Linked DNA regions of Mus musculus: region 1 is linked to region 2. A link is a contact called in public HiChIP or PLAC-seq data. All regions are on one chromosome and are shown on one strand. Each heading gives the region's core, a stretch centred on a gene start, on an enhancer-like site or on the middle of the called end of the contact. The rest is flanking DNA. Distances are from core to core; before and after follow the strand shown. Region 1 has its middle 26 kb from the start of Styk1. Region 2 holds the start of Magohb (mago homolog B, exon junction complex core component).

Evidence for each region. HiChIP or PLAC-seq counts read pairs in DNA pulled down with a chosen protein or histone mark.
Region 1: a contact with region 2 is called in an H3K27ac HiChIP or PLAC-seq map of embryonic fibroblasts, with 24 read pairs. The contact joins the enhancer-like site here to the promoter of Magohb in region 2. A contact is called at or near these places in 2 of 39 promoter capture datasets (the HPC-7 cell line and cranial neural crest), 2 of 15 datasets of contacts at CTCF or cohesin (CD8 T cells and the NIH/3T3 cell line), 24 of 484 Hi-C or Micro-C datasets (the 63-12 cell line, the C2C12 cell line, the F1.1 cell line and 16 more), 5 of 115 datasets of contacts at active chromatin or transcription factors (CD8 T cells, embryonic fibroblasts, embryonic stem cells and 2 more) and 1 of 9 other capture datasets (adipose tissue).

The regions. Positions count from the first base shown.
Region 1 is chr6:131,337,684-131,341,094 of GRCm38.p6, forward strand. It overlaps a transcript of Styk1 not described here. Among named protein-coding and RNA genes, the nearest start is that of Styk1, 26 kb to the left of the region's middle. Within about 2 kb of position 1,853, at least 39 of the 459 cell types and tissues checked have an H3K27ac peak or open chromatin away from gene starts, as enhancers often do. A contact at or near this core is called in the C2C12 cell line, the HL-1 cell line, the NIH/3T3 cell line and 5 more, where this site is marked.
Region 2 is chr6:131,291,581-131,294,671 of GRCm38.p6, forward strand. Magohb (mago homolog B, exon junction complex core component) reads right to left here and starts at 1,664. Exons shown (of 5, transcript NM_025564.2): 1 at 1,492-1,664. The coding sequence starts at 1,585.

The sequences.
Region 1 (3,411 bases), core at 603-3,102, 46 kb after region 2:
CTCACTCAGGATGATATTTTCTAGTTTCATCCATTTGCCTAGGAATTTCATAATTTCATTGTTTTTAATAGCTGAGTAGTATCCCATTGTGTAAATGTACCACATTTTCTCTATCCATTCCTCTGTTGAAGAACATCTGGGCTCTTTCCAGCTTCTGCTTATTATATATAAGGGTGCTATGAACATGGTATAGCATATATCCTTGTTATCTGTTGGAGAATCTTTTGGGTATATGCCCAGGAGTGGTATAGCTGGGTCCTCAGGTAATACTACGTCCAATTTTCTGAGGAACCACCAAACTGATTTGCAGAGTGGTTGTACAAGCTTGCAATCCCACCAACAGTGGAGGAGCGTTCCTTTTTCTCCACATCCTTGCCAGCATCTGCTGTCACCTGAGGTTTTGATCTTAGCCATTCTGACTGGTATGAGGTAGAATCTCAGGGTTGTTTTGATTTGTATTACCCTGATGACTAAGGATGTTGGACGTTTCTTTAGGTGCTTCTCGTCCATTTGGTTTTCCTCAATTGAGGATTCTTTCTTTAGCTCTGTACTCAATTTTTAATAGGGTTACTTGATTCTCTGGAGTTTAAGTTCTTGAATTCTTTGTATATATTGGATATTATCCCTCTATTGGATGTAGGATTGGTGACGATCTTTTCCCACTCTGTTAGTTGCCGTTTTGTCCTATTGACATTGTTCTTTGCCTTACAGAAGCTTTGCAATTTTATGAGGTCCCATTTTTTGATTGTTGATCTCAGAGTCTAAGCCATCAGTGTTCTGTTCAGGAATTTTTCCCCTGTCCATGTGTTCAAGGCTCTTCCCCACTTTCTCCTCAACTAGTTTTAGTATATGTGGTTTTATGTGGAGGTCCTTGATCCACCTGGACTTGAGCTTTGTACAAGGAGATAAGAATGGGTCGATTTGCGTTCTTCTATGTGCTGACCTCCAGTTGAACCAGCACCATTTGCTAAAAATGCTGTCTTTTTTCCACTGGATGGTTTTAGCTCCTTTGTCAAAGATCAAGTGACCATAGGTTTGTGGGTTCAGTTCTAGGTCTTCAATTCTATTTGTCACAGAGCATTTTATGTCTGTTTTTCAACTGTGAGTCTGCATTCTTCAATACTACTGCACAAGAAGTTTTCTTGTCCTTTATAGTCAGCAGGAGCATGGTTCATGAACTTCCACATGGTATCTGGTAAGAGCATGGAACACAGACATTCATCTGGCCTCCAGTGTCAGCCCATTCCATGGACTTCAGCATGGTATCAGGCAGTAGTAGTACAGACTATGGCCATCAGCATAGGTAGTTGCACTCACATGTACACACACACACACACACACACACACACACACACACACACCTAGACCAAGAGGACAAAGATGACCTGTTTCCTGCTTAACTTCTAGAAGAATTCTCCTCAGAATTGTGTGTCTAGTCATTATTTGCATTAAGCAACAAAACTCATGAAGTGCTATTCACCATCTCTTCATAGGCGTTTGGACTTCACAGGACCCAGGTACAGCTTGAAAGAGTAACTCAAACCCGTAACCCCAGAATTTGAGAGACTGAGCCAGGAAGACTGAAGAGGTTTAGAGGTCAGTTATTGCTCCATAGCCAGCCTAAACTAGAGTGGGACTCTGACTCAACAACAAAAACAAACTAACAACAACAAAAAAAAAAAAAAAAAAAAAAAAAATACTGGACCAGGAAACTATCTGCATCTCCATATCACACCCCAGCCTCTCCCCCATCAGGAGACCAAAGTTCGAATAATCGACCTCTGCCCCGCCCTATGGTTCCTTAACTGACACTCAGCCTGAGCTTACTGGTTTCTGGCTTTCTCTCCCTATTACCTAATGCTTTTAACTGTGTTTATGATGCTGAACATGGACAACATACTCACATGTGCACTGCATATAGTGAATCATAAAATTCTCACAGATGGAGAGACTTTGGCCCTAAGTCTATGTTCTTGATTTTTACCCTATACTGCACTATCTCTTTAAAGCTCTTCTGTCCTTCTTCCAGTTTTTTCTCTCTCAACTTTCCTACCTTTGTCTTGCTTCTCTCCTTCCCTTCTTTATTTTGCAAAGTTAGAAGTATCTTTAATGTTGCTTTTTAAATTGTGTATCCTAAAATTGGACATTTCAAATTTTAAAAAGTTGTTTTCAGTAGATTCACAGTTACAAAACTGTCATCACCATATGACTTTAAAATATGTCACTGGGCTGAGGAGATGGCTCAGTGGTTAGAAGCACTTGCTCTTTCAGGTTTGATTCCTGGTGACTCACAATTGTTTATAACTCCAATTCCAGGGGACCTGACCTCTTCCTCTGGCTTCCCTGAGCACCAGGCACATACGGTGTACACATACTTACATCCAGGCAAAACACCATACACACGAAAATAAATATTTTTTAAAAGGAAATGTTTGTATAACCTTCTGAAATGAAACACCTAATCAGTAGCAATGATTGGCCAGTACACCCACCCCCTAACCCAGGGCACTGGGTAGCCATTTTCTTTCTATGTCTGCTATCCCATCCTGGGCATTTCATATTAACTGATTAATTTATTATGTGGCCTTCTGTGGCTGCATTCCTTCACTTAGTGTAACGTTTTCCAGACGTGAGTCATTGCTTCATTTATTTTTTGAGGCTGAATCACTGGATTGTGTGAATACTTGTATGCATTTACTTTAAATACCATTTACCATGGTAATTTCCAGTTTTCCCTTCTATATGTTACAATGAACAGTGACATACAAAATATTTTAAGTCTTTTCAAATGTTTTGTTGAAGTAAGATTTACTTAACATAAACTTAATCATTTTTCCTTTATTTCTTCCTCTTGTTTTTTGGGGTTTTTTTTTTTTTTTTGGTTTTTTTTGTTTGTTTGTTTTGTTTTGTTTTGTTTTTTGAGAAATCCACCTGTTTTGCCTCAAGCTTTTTTGTTTTTTTGCATTTTGTTTTTTGATTTTTTAAGCTGGATTTACATGTATGTGTCCATCTGTACATTTGTTGTGGACAATTTAAAGGAGTAAATTCTCTGCTTTCACTCTATGAGTTCCCAGGATCTAACTCAGGTCATCAGGTTTGCATGTCAAGAACCTCCCATCTCACCAGGTCATGGTCATTTTAAAGTACATAATTCAGTGGCATTTAGTGTGTTTATTTGAGTGCCTAGCAATTCTATCTCGTGTCAAAACATTGCTATTACTCAAAAGAGAGCTCCATGTTCCTCATATCCTTCAGGACAAAGAAAAGGTATCATTTTTAAAGAATTTCAACAATCAAACAAAACATTCATGAAAGCTTCAGGTGGCTGTGTTATATAAATACTATGTAATTCACGGGGGATAACTACTAATTGTATTATATTACCTTAGAAACCCACGGTGTTTGTTTTTT
Region 2 (3,091 bases), core at 414-2,913:
TTTACTTCTTTGTCTTAAACACTTACTGTTTACTGGACTCAGACTTAAAAGTAGAAGCTCTCATTGAGGACAGTCTATGTCTCTTGGAAATCTGTTCCTGGTATTTTTTTTTTTTAAGCTTCATTCTCTAGGCCAAAAGTTAAGCTTATTCTGTAGCTACCTTGTTTTTCTTAGTGTGTTGCTTCTTGAGAACAATACATTGGAGATGGTGTTGTTGAAGGACAAGTGACGTAAGTAGATGCTGAACCTTGGGTGCTTTCCTCCTGGATTTCTTACAGCCACTGTTGCAGGGCTTTTCAATAGTTCATTAGCAGACATCGTCTTCTTTAGAGTTACTAAAATGCTTTAAGATTCTGCTAGCTTGTTGGGACCAAAAACAGAGGGACAGGGGCTCAGTCCAGCAGTATCAATATTTTTTTACAATAACCAATTTGAAAGCACTCAGATTGGCATTCATAATATATCAAGAACAGACCTGCAATTCCTCTCTCCAGCTCTCCTTGGTCTATAGAAGTATGCCCCTTACTCAACAGCAGGTACACTCTGCTCTGGGTCAAGAAGCCTTGTTTTGTGGGAAAAGCTTGTTTGTCATTCCCCCAGTCCTTGGTTGTGACTGGGACCACACAACACTTCCCCTCTTCACCCAGAGCATCAGCGGCTACCCCTGTGGCCATTTGCTTCTTGCTGAAAGTATGAAGTTTGTATTGATTGTCCCCTTGAAAGAGTTCTGACAGCTGGTGGCTAGGAAGGAGATTTTCAGACTCATTTAGACAAGGCTGGCCGACTGCCTAGGAGGTGGCACAAAAAGAGCTTCTAGGAGCATTTCCACTGACTCCCTTACCTTTGGCCATCATCCACTAGTGAAGAACTGTATTTCAAACCTGACACATACCACATTCCTGTGTTCAGACACGGGGCTCCTCCCCTATAAAGCAGCTTTAACACATACCATGAATGAACGAGTAGGCCAAAGAGGTCACCTAAAGATTCCATGCATCCTCTGGAGTATCACTTGATAATTCTGTTAACACTCCCGGAGCACAGGTTCTCTGCTCTAAGTTTCCGATTCCTATATGTTCAACTTTTCAGGAGTGGCAGAATTCGCTTTTCTGAATTACTTTACAGCATTTTTTTCCCTCTCACAAACATAACCCATGTCTGCTCTCACAAATACAGCACAAGCCTGCTACAAAAGCAAAGTCTTCCAATGTTGGAATGAAACCCTTCAAGCCCTTCTGGGAGTCTGGGGCATGGTGACACGCCTGTCATCCCAGCATCCCAGAGGCTGAAGCAGGAGGATCGTGAGTTCGAGGGCGGCTTGGACTACACAACAAGGCCCTTTCTCAAAACTAAACAAGTAAATTGAAATAAAGAAGAAAGGAAACACACACACACACACACACACACACACACACACACACACACACACACACACGCTGAAACCCGCTCCCTGGGCGGCTCGCCCTCCCTCGCAGCCCCTCCGCCGCTCACCGTCCGGCCGAAACTCGAACTCCAAAAACTCGTGCCCAAACTTGCCCTTATGCCCGACGTAGTAGCGAAGGTAGAAATCACTACCCATAGACATTTTTACCCTCGGTAAAGCCCGCTATACCGCGGGGCCAACGTGCCGCCGGCGCGAGGTAGTGACGTCACGGGCGCAGGCAAAGCGCGTCACCAAGGGCGCGTTTACTCCGGTAGGGAACGAAATCCCGGAAAACTGAAGAGGAAGCAAGAGACCCCCAAGAGAACTGAAGGTTCGCATTGGAGCCACCACGATCTCGAGCGCTTTTTTTTTTTTTTTTTTCTTTTTTTGGAAAAGATTTTCATGTCTTCGATTTTTACGTTTTAACTCTGTGACGATGTTATACACGTACATGATGAATTTTAGTCGCTCCCACCATGTTATCTTCTCTCATCCCTTCTCCGCTGAACCAGTCTTACCAATAAGCCCTCCTGTACGTTTACGCCTTGTTTTTGTCTGGGTTGAGGGGAGGCTCACCGAGTTTAATAAGGGTGGCTTGCATGAGCGCGTTGGTGGATACAAAGTCCCGGATTTCATTTTGGCATTCTATATTTTGGTTGAGCCACACTCCACCTCTTCCTCATCTACTGCCCCCAACCCTTGGGCCCAAATTATTCCCGCTGCACTTTCTTGTTAAATGTATCCTGTTACACTTCCCACTCTATTTCTTTAACCTACACTCAGTATCCTCTCTGGTTTAATAACCTACACTCACTAGCACATAAATACACTCATACAAAAGCTAAAATTCTATACAAGATTTGTCTTAATACTTCATCATTACCTCACTATAATAATTGCCAGATTTGTCCGTTTTCCTGTATATTTTATCTTAGCAAAGAAATAGCTAGGGATTTTGTTTCTTTGTTTTCTTCTCGTTTGTTTAAATGGGCTTGGAAGGAACAGATGTAAAACCACTTTTACTTTCGAGTTGCCCTATGCTATAGGTGTGTCTTTTTCTGAGTTTTGAACTAAGGTTTACAAGCTGTACTTATTGTGGGTATCTCTGATCTCGAAGCACATTGTAAAGTGGGGTGTGACTCTACTTCCTGAAACTGGTGAACTGAGAAAAGATACATTCCGGTGGCAACCAGAACACAATCTACCAGAGTCCCTTTTGGTAATACTTCAAAATTTCCAGTAGCTAACAGCCCAGACGGAGACACAGAGTAAAATGAATCTGTCTGGTGGGAGTTTGATGTTTAAATAGCACATGAAACTGAAAAGTCCAGATAGTCATCATAGAAGAGTTTTTCATAGTATACTACAACTCATGAGTCACTAAGGGTTAATGGTTAGTACCCTATATATTTGCAGGGCTAGGTCACAGTTCTCAACAGTTTGAGTTGGAAAAATACGGAACATCCAAGTGTAGTCTTGAAGAGCACAAAATGACAGTGAACTGCACCCAGTTCCCTCGTTCCAATTCCTGATCACCTTTCTTTTAGCACCACTGAGTAATCCTATCGGTGACTGATGGCCTTCTGTCACAATCCTAAGAAAAAGAGTCCAGTCTCAGTACTGGTCCCACGTAACCTTGGACAAGTCATTATCTCTCAACCTGTTTGA